Linked DNA regions of Mus musculus: region 2 is linked to region 1. A link is a contact called in public Micro-C data. All regions are on one chromosome and are shown on one strand. Each heading gives the region's core, a stretch centred on a gene start, on an enhancer-like site or on the middle of the called end of the contact. The rest is flanking DNA. Distances are from core to core; before and after follow the strand shown.

Region 1 (3,439 bases), core at 607-3,106:
GTGCTCGGGGCCCCGCCCCATCAGGTCTCCTCCCAGCTCACCACTTAACAGTTTGTTCAAGTCTCCATCAGGAAGGTAGCCACTGACTTCTGCCTATCGAGGAACAACAAACAGCACACTACAGAGTCAAAGGGCACTGAACCATGGCCAGAGCCCCTTTTAGGTATTAACTGGTTGGGGTGGGAAGGCGGCCTGACAGCCTGGCACCTTTGGGACTCCCATATTCAAGGAAGGAGCCGGGTAAAGAAAGGCCTTTCTAGCTCTGATGATCTGTGGTTCTGCGGTAAAAATCCAAAATATAATCCAATTAGCTGTGTTGCCTGTACTTTGTGATTGAGAATAATCGCAAAAAAACAATTACCATCATAAAAACATGCAGCTCTTTAACACATGGGAACCCAGATGATTCAAAAATCAGTTTGTTTGGAGTGTTGGGAAACAGCAGGGTTTGTGGTCTGAAGTCTTATGAAGTGCCTTCTAAAAATCATATTCACAATTTATAATAAACACAGTCCATGTAAGTACACAATTTTAAAAAGGGACTTTGACATTGTTACATTGTTCACTACAAATGCTCCGCCCATCCATGCTGTCAGAGAGGCACTACCCCAGTTTAGGGGACAGAGAGATTGACAGTCTGACCACTCAAAAGCTTTGGCTGTGTTGAGATTTTTCCAAATGTCTCCAAACCCACAATGGACACGGCATAGTTTTGGTGATGAGTGAATTCCATTGTCTCCTAATCCTATGAAAATTAATGGGAAAGTGTTAATTGTGCATCAATGCATGCTTAACATTAACCCAGGGATTTGATGAACCACAACTTTATGTTGCCCCTCATGCCATATTAACTTGGTTTATTGTAATAATTTAAAACAATAAGGATAATTGTATCCGTACTGTTTTAAATACTCCATAAATTGAATACAGCCTGAATCTGGCCAGCCTGGAATACGAAGTGTGCGATTCCCCCGGGAAGCTACAGTCACCAATCCTTTGGAGTTTACACTTTGCCAGGGGAGAAAGGGAACTTTTACCAAACACCTACTAAGTGTCAGAATCTGTGAGGCTCCTAGTTCCAAAAACTAGGGGTAAGGTGCTTTGTTATCTCCAAGACCTACCGCAGGTCTTGGGAGATAGAGAGCCATTTCACTCCTGGCGCTTACACTCTTTACAGAGGAAGCCCTAGTAACTTTAAACATAAATAAATTAGATAACGGATGAATGGTCGAGGGATTTTCTGAAATAAGCACCTATCTTAACCACCCTCGGGATACTCCCAAACTGCTACTCAATCTCCATGAACATTTGCTTTGAACCCCAATCATTTGACCTTGACCCCTACAAGCCCACTTTATTATATTTTCAAATCGCGGTCTGAGTAAGGCGCAAGCCCTGTCTGGTTGCTTCCTCGCCCCCTGTTATCTATCGCGTCAGTTTCTCAAAGTTCCGAAATAACCTTCGCGGGCACGGCTCCGTACCTCTGGCGGGGAAGGGCGGGGAGCCGTGCAGGACGTGCCAGTGTGGAGCGGGAGCCAGAGAACTTGCCGCGCGAAGGGAAAATAAAACTTGTGGCTGGTGTTCGTGCAGGAGGGTCTCCTCCATCCGCAAGCCCCCCAGATCCCGGGGTTCTCGAGGACTGCCCTGGGAGCGCAGGGTGTGGGTGTGCTCCCGGCGTCCTTGACCTAAATTTCCGCGCGGTGGCTGGAAACGGGGGCACAGAGGCAGGGAGGGCGGCGGGTGCCACCTCCGAATCGGGCGCAGGGCCCCAGGAACTTGAATGAATAGTCCGAACTAGGGGGGCCCGGGGGCGCTGCCGCCTCCCGGCCCAGCGAACAGCCCGGGCCGAGCTCCCCGCGCCTCCCCCTCCCCCACACCCAGCCCATGTGATCTGAGCCGACTCGGGGTGCGCTTCCCGTCTCCCCGCCTGCTTGGCGTGGCCAACCCCCCCACTCGAGTCGCGGGGCTCGCGCGCCGCCCCTGATGGGTCCCGCTGCCGCGGGGGGCCGAGCGTGTGCGCGCGCGGACAGGCGGGGGACCGAACGGGGTGCGTGACGTCACCGCATTGGTTACACGACGTTCTAGAACTCCGCCCCACGTGCGCGGGGAGGAGGGGGAGGAGGAGGAGGAGATGGGGGTGGGGAGGAGGAGGGGGAGAGGTGGGGATGGGCCGGGGGGGCGGGGACGGGGGGTGTGCGAGGCGGCGGGGCTGAGCTGAGCCGAGCCCACGTGTGACGGGCTCTCGCCGCTGGCCCGGCTCGGCGCTCGCGGAGCTTCGCAGCCGCCGGGCGGGGGGAGGAGGCGGGGGAGGAGGGACGGAGATCTGGGGCTCGGAGCCGGCCGCCGCTGCGCTCCGCTTCGCTGTGGGGCTCGGTGTGTCGGGGGTGGGGGGGCGGGGGGGCTCCGCTATGGAGGCAAATGGGAGCCCAGGCACCTCGGGCAGCGCCAACGACTCCCAGCACGACCCCGGGTAAGTTTCCAGCCGCTGCCCACCGCGCCGCCGCGGGCTCGTTCGGGGCTGTGCGGGCGACGGTGCGGAGCGGGGCATTCGCGCGCCCCCCGCGCCCCCGCGCGCACCCTTGGGGCACTCGCGCACCTTGGGGTGGCGTGGGGCCGCCACCTTCTCCCCCAGCCCACCTCCAGGCTCGCGCTCGCCCGCTCCCCCCCAGCTTTCCTTTTAGCTTTTGTAAGTTACACGTCAAAATGGCCGATCTGACATCGGTGCTCACTTCGGTTATGTTTTCTCCCTCTAGTAAAATGTTTATCGGTGGACTGAGCTGGCAGACCTCACCAGGTAAGGGAGGGAGGGGGGGACGCCTGGGTCCCCCCCTTCTTGGCTTCTTTATTGCTCTTTGTTATCCCAGTGTAAGAGCCCCCCCACCCCGCCATTGGCTCCCCACTTCTCCTGTGCAAGGTTATTTTTTTAAATAGCAAATCCTTTCCGAGCCCTCTACGCGACCTCTGTTGCTGAATTTCCCCCTCGTGTGCAAAAATATTGCAAAAACAAAACAGAATAACAACAGAAAACTACTTTTGCTTTTTGTCCTTGATCAAAAAATTGCATTGCTCCCCCCTCCACACCTTCTCCCACCCCCCCATCTCTCTCTCTCTCCCTCTCTCTCTACAGATAGCCTTAGAGACTATTTTAGCAAATTTGGAGAAATTAGAGAATGTATGGTCATGAGAGATCCCACAACGAAACGCTCCAGGTAACGCATTCCCTTCTCGATTTTGCCTTTATTTTAGAACAAAGTTTTAGTTTTATTTTTGGAGGTGTCTTCGGAAGTAGCTAAGCGGATTTAGAATGGGGCTCAGGCGCGTGGCTGGTTGGAACGTCGCTCCCCCCCCCCATAACCCCAAAGGTTATTGTTAATTAGGGCCGAACTCTGGATTCAGAGACGCCCATCTCTCCCGCTTGAAGTCATTTTCCTGTCGCTTC
Region 2 (3,439 bases), core at 406-2,905, 280 kb before region 1:
CCAGGCTAGCCTCGAACTCAGAAATCCACCTGCCTCTGCCTCCCGAGTGCTGGGATCAAAGGCATGCGCCACCACGCCAGGCCCTGCTCAATTTTCACACAGCAAGATGGACTACACCAACTGAGCGCGTGCGTTTAGTCTCAGCACTTGGGAGGCAGAGGCAGGCAGGTCTCCATGAGTTCAAAGCCAGCCTGGTCAATATAGCAAGCTCCAGAACAGCTAAGACTACATAGTGAGACAGTCTTAAAAACAACCAAAAAAGGGCTATACCACAGTGCCAAAGTCACAAGCAGGGATTTCTGAGGCTCTGTGTTCACACTCACTATCCATTCACACCCTCCTCAACAGAGGCTTCTGTTACCCTTAACCTCAAGCTTCCAAGACTGCTCCATGCTCTGGACTCAACAGATCTGTGGTCTACAGGGAAAAAGGAAACCAGAAGCTGTGACTCAAAGCAGCCTGGTTCCTGCTAAGCTAATTTCTCTGGGCCTGTTTTCCTGAACTAAACAGACACAGCCCTGAGCTGTGGAATGAACTAAACAGACACAGCCCTTTCGTGCTGCCAGGATCTGAAGGGGTTGGAGAGGTAACCCCCAGGGTTCCTGGTTAATATTCAAAACTACTGAACTCCACTGGACAAACACAGACTTGGGGCAGGCACTCTTACCTGTGCCTTCCGTTGTGCTCTATGTAAAATAGAACTAAGAGGGCTGGAGAAGGCAGGCGATAATGGATGAGCGGGAGGCTATATAAAATCTACTTGTTTGGTCTGTGGGGATGGCTTCCTACTGCCCAACTCCCAGACTGCGGCCCACGGAGCCTAAGGCCATGAGGTCTGTGAAGGAATGGGATCTCTGGCCCAGCAAAGCCTATCTCCTCTAGCAACCCACTGTACTACAGGGATACCCAGGATGGCCTCTCCACAATTCAGCTGATCCAAGCTGTCCTCTATACCCTCAACCAGCCACTCCCTACCTCCAGGTCGGCGCTGGCTTGACTTAGGGTCGTAGGGGAGCAGGTCTTGTGCTCTACCAAGCAGATATGGCAGATGCACTCGCCATGCTCGGGACAAAACAATTCCCGAAGGCGGTTGTGCTGGGTACATTTGCGGCGCAGAAGGTCACGAATGGGCGACTGTAGGGGGTGATCCTGGAAGGCCGGACTGTCGAAGTGAGGCCTCAAGTGCTCCTGGCAGAAAGAGGCCATGCACACGAGGCACGTCTTCACTGCGATCTCCGTCAGGCAGTGGTCGCAGGCCACCTGGGTGGCTGCGCTGGAGGCGGAGAAGCGGGCAGGAGGCGTCCAGTCGTCCACCGGGGTCCGCGCCTGCTCGGCCTGCAGGAACTGCTCCACCACCGCGCACATTACCGTGTTCTTTTGCAGCTGCGGGCGCACCTGGTACACTTTGCGACATTGCGGGCATCGGTACGGCGGGCCCTGGACGACCCACGTCTCATCCAGGCATGACATGCAGAAATTGTGGCCGCACGGAGTGGTGACAGGTTCCTTGAAGAGCTCCAGGCAGACGGAGCAGGACAGCTCCTCGGCCAGAGGATTCAGCTCCGCCATCGCGCTCGTGGGCTCACCCGACGTGACGCGCAGGGACAGCTGCGCACCCTACCGCGCGGTACTTAAGAAGCAGCGAGGAAGGAATCGAAACTGAACAGGAGGGGCGGCGCCCTGGGGCTTCAGGAAGTCACGTGGGTCCCTGGGGGCCGGACAGTGGGCGGGAGGCTTCCCTCCTGGTGCTGGAAGCCAAAGGTGATTATGGGACCTGGGGAACTCTGATGCTCTCCACACCCCGCGGACCCGAGCGACGCACGACCCAAGGGCTACCAGGTGCAGTTTCAGAGGCACTCTGCAGATGAATTGTCGCAGGGGCTGGAATATTCCCACCCTCCTGGTCGGGGCCTACGTCCTAGCACAGTGCAGCAGAGCTTTGGAGAACATTCATCTGTGTCCCCGAGGTGTCACCAATCATCCCTCCAGAACAGGACCGGTCTTATTAAAACTCAAAGCCAAACAGAACAAAATACTGTTGACCCAGAGCTTGGTGGCTCGTGCCCGTAATTTAGTCACTTAGGAGGCTGAGGCAACAGGATTGCCGTGAGTTCGATGTCAGACCGGGCTAGAGAGTTAGTGGCCGTCTCAACATCTAAAAATAGGGTTGGGGAGATGGCTGTACAACAGAATATGAGACCTAAACACAATTACTAAAACCCTGGTTAAGACTGCACAAAATTGACACCCCCCTCCCCCAATAACATACACATAATAATTTAAGGAAAAGAAAAGAAACAAAACACAATTCTATGGACTGTGGCTGTCTTCCCCTTCCCTTCCCGCTCCGTTCCCCCTCCCTTCCCCTTCCCTTCCCCCTCCCTTCCCCTTCCCTTCCCCCTCCCTTCCCCTTCCCTCCAGCTGTGCTGCCTTTGTATGCAGCTCCCTCTTCTTTCCTGATGGTGGGCTCTGACAAATCTCCTCCCAAGCCCTAAAGGCAGGACCCTATGGTCATCCATTCAGATCTGGTGTTCCTTTTATGGTAGATGATCTTTAAAACAACAACAACAAAACCTAATATTACAAAAGTTGGGTGTCACAACTTTTGCCCCAAGTCAGCTCCAGCCACCGGTCCTTAAGCCAATTAAATGAGCCTACTTAAAAGAGGAAAACAGAAAAAAGAGACCCAGCAAACCCCTCAAGTCCACCTTCCCCGTTCTGAAGTGAGAACAGAGTTAAAACAGAAGGCAAAAATATTTGTATCTAAGTGCCAGTCCAGACCTGGTCCAGCCTACCAGTGGCCCATCATTGTCTGGGATTCAATCTCATTTGGTAAGCTGTTCTGTCCCACAAGCTGTACTAACTGTGAAATCTTTTCCCAGGAGACAAATTCTCCCTCTGGTCTCTCCCAGCATGAGATTCCAAGGAAACTCCCATTTCTCTGGGGTTCACTGTTTCAATAATGTAACAGATTGAGACACAAGTGTCTCTTAAGAATTTCTTCATCTAAGCCAGATTGGTTATAATACTTTTAAATTGGGTGAGGTGGGACACACCTATTATCCCAGAACTCTCTCTGGGGAGACTGAAGCAGGAGGAACTCAAATTCAAGGCCAGCCTGGGCTACATAGAACCCACCCTACCCTCACTTAAGTAATAAGGGTCTGGGAATATAGCTTGGTGGTAAAGTCCTTTGCCTAGCAATTTTCAATACTGAAAAAAAAAAAAAGAGAAATTTTTACTCACTTGGGATTTGGGGACTCCCAAATTTAACAAATGTTTTCTCTCTTATATGTGCACATACAGTATTTTTTAAAAAAAGATTTATTTATATTATGTACATTGTAGCTGTCTTCAGACAAACCATAAGAGGGGTATTATATCCCATTACGGATGGTTGTGAGCCACCATGTGGTTGCTGGGAATTGAACTCAGGACC

The links. Hi-C and Micro-C count contacts between places; a contact is called where the count stands out from the background.
Region 2: a contact with region 1 is called in a Micro-C map of embryonic stem cells, with 1.8 times the contacts expected there. The contact joins the promoter of Trim25 here to the promoter of C030037D09Rik in region 1. A contact is called at or near these places in 1 of 484 Hi-C or Micro-C datasets (embryonic stem cells), 1 of 115 datasets of contacts at active chromatin or transcription factors (pancreatic cancer cells) and 2 of 9 other capture datasets (adipose tissue and liver).

The regions. Positions count from the first base shown.
Region 1 is chr11:88,717,060-88,720,498 of GRCm38.p6, reverse strand. C030037D09Rik (RIKEN cDNA C030037D09 gene) reads right to left here and starts at 1,856. Exons shown (of 4, transcript NR_038058.1): 1 at 1,482-1,856; 2 at 1-93. Msi2 (musashi RNA-binding protein 2) reads left to right here and starts at 2,270. Exons shown (of 14, transcript NM_054043.3): 1 at 2,270-2,470; 2 at 2,754-2,794; 3 at 3,128-3,209. The coding sequence starts at 2,409.
Region 2 is chr11:88,997,619-89,001,057 of GRCm38.p6, reverse strand. It overlaps Trim25 (tripartite motif-containing 25), which reads right to left and starts at 1,655. Exons shown (of 9, transcript NM_009546.2): 1 at 976-1,655. The coding sequence starts at 1,569. It overlaps Gm11496 (a long non-coding RNA gene), which reads left to right and starts at 1,622. Exons shown (of 3, transcript XR_388949.3): 1 at 1,622-1,839.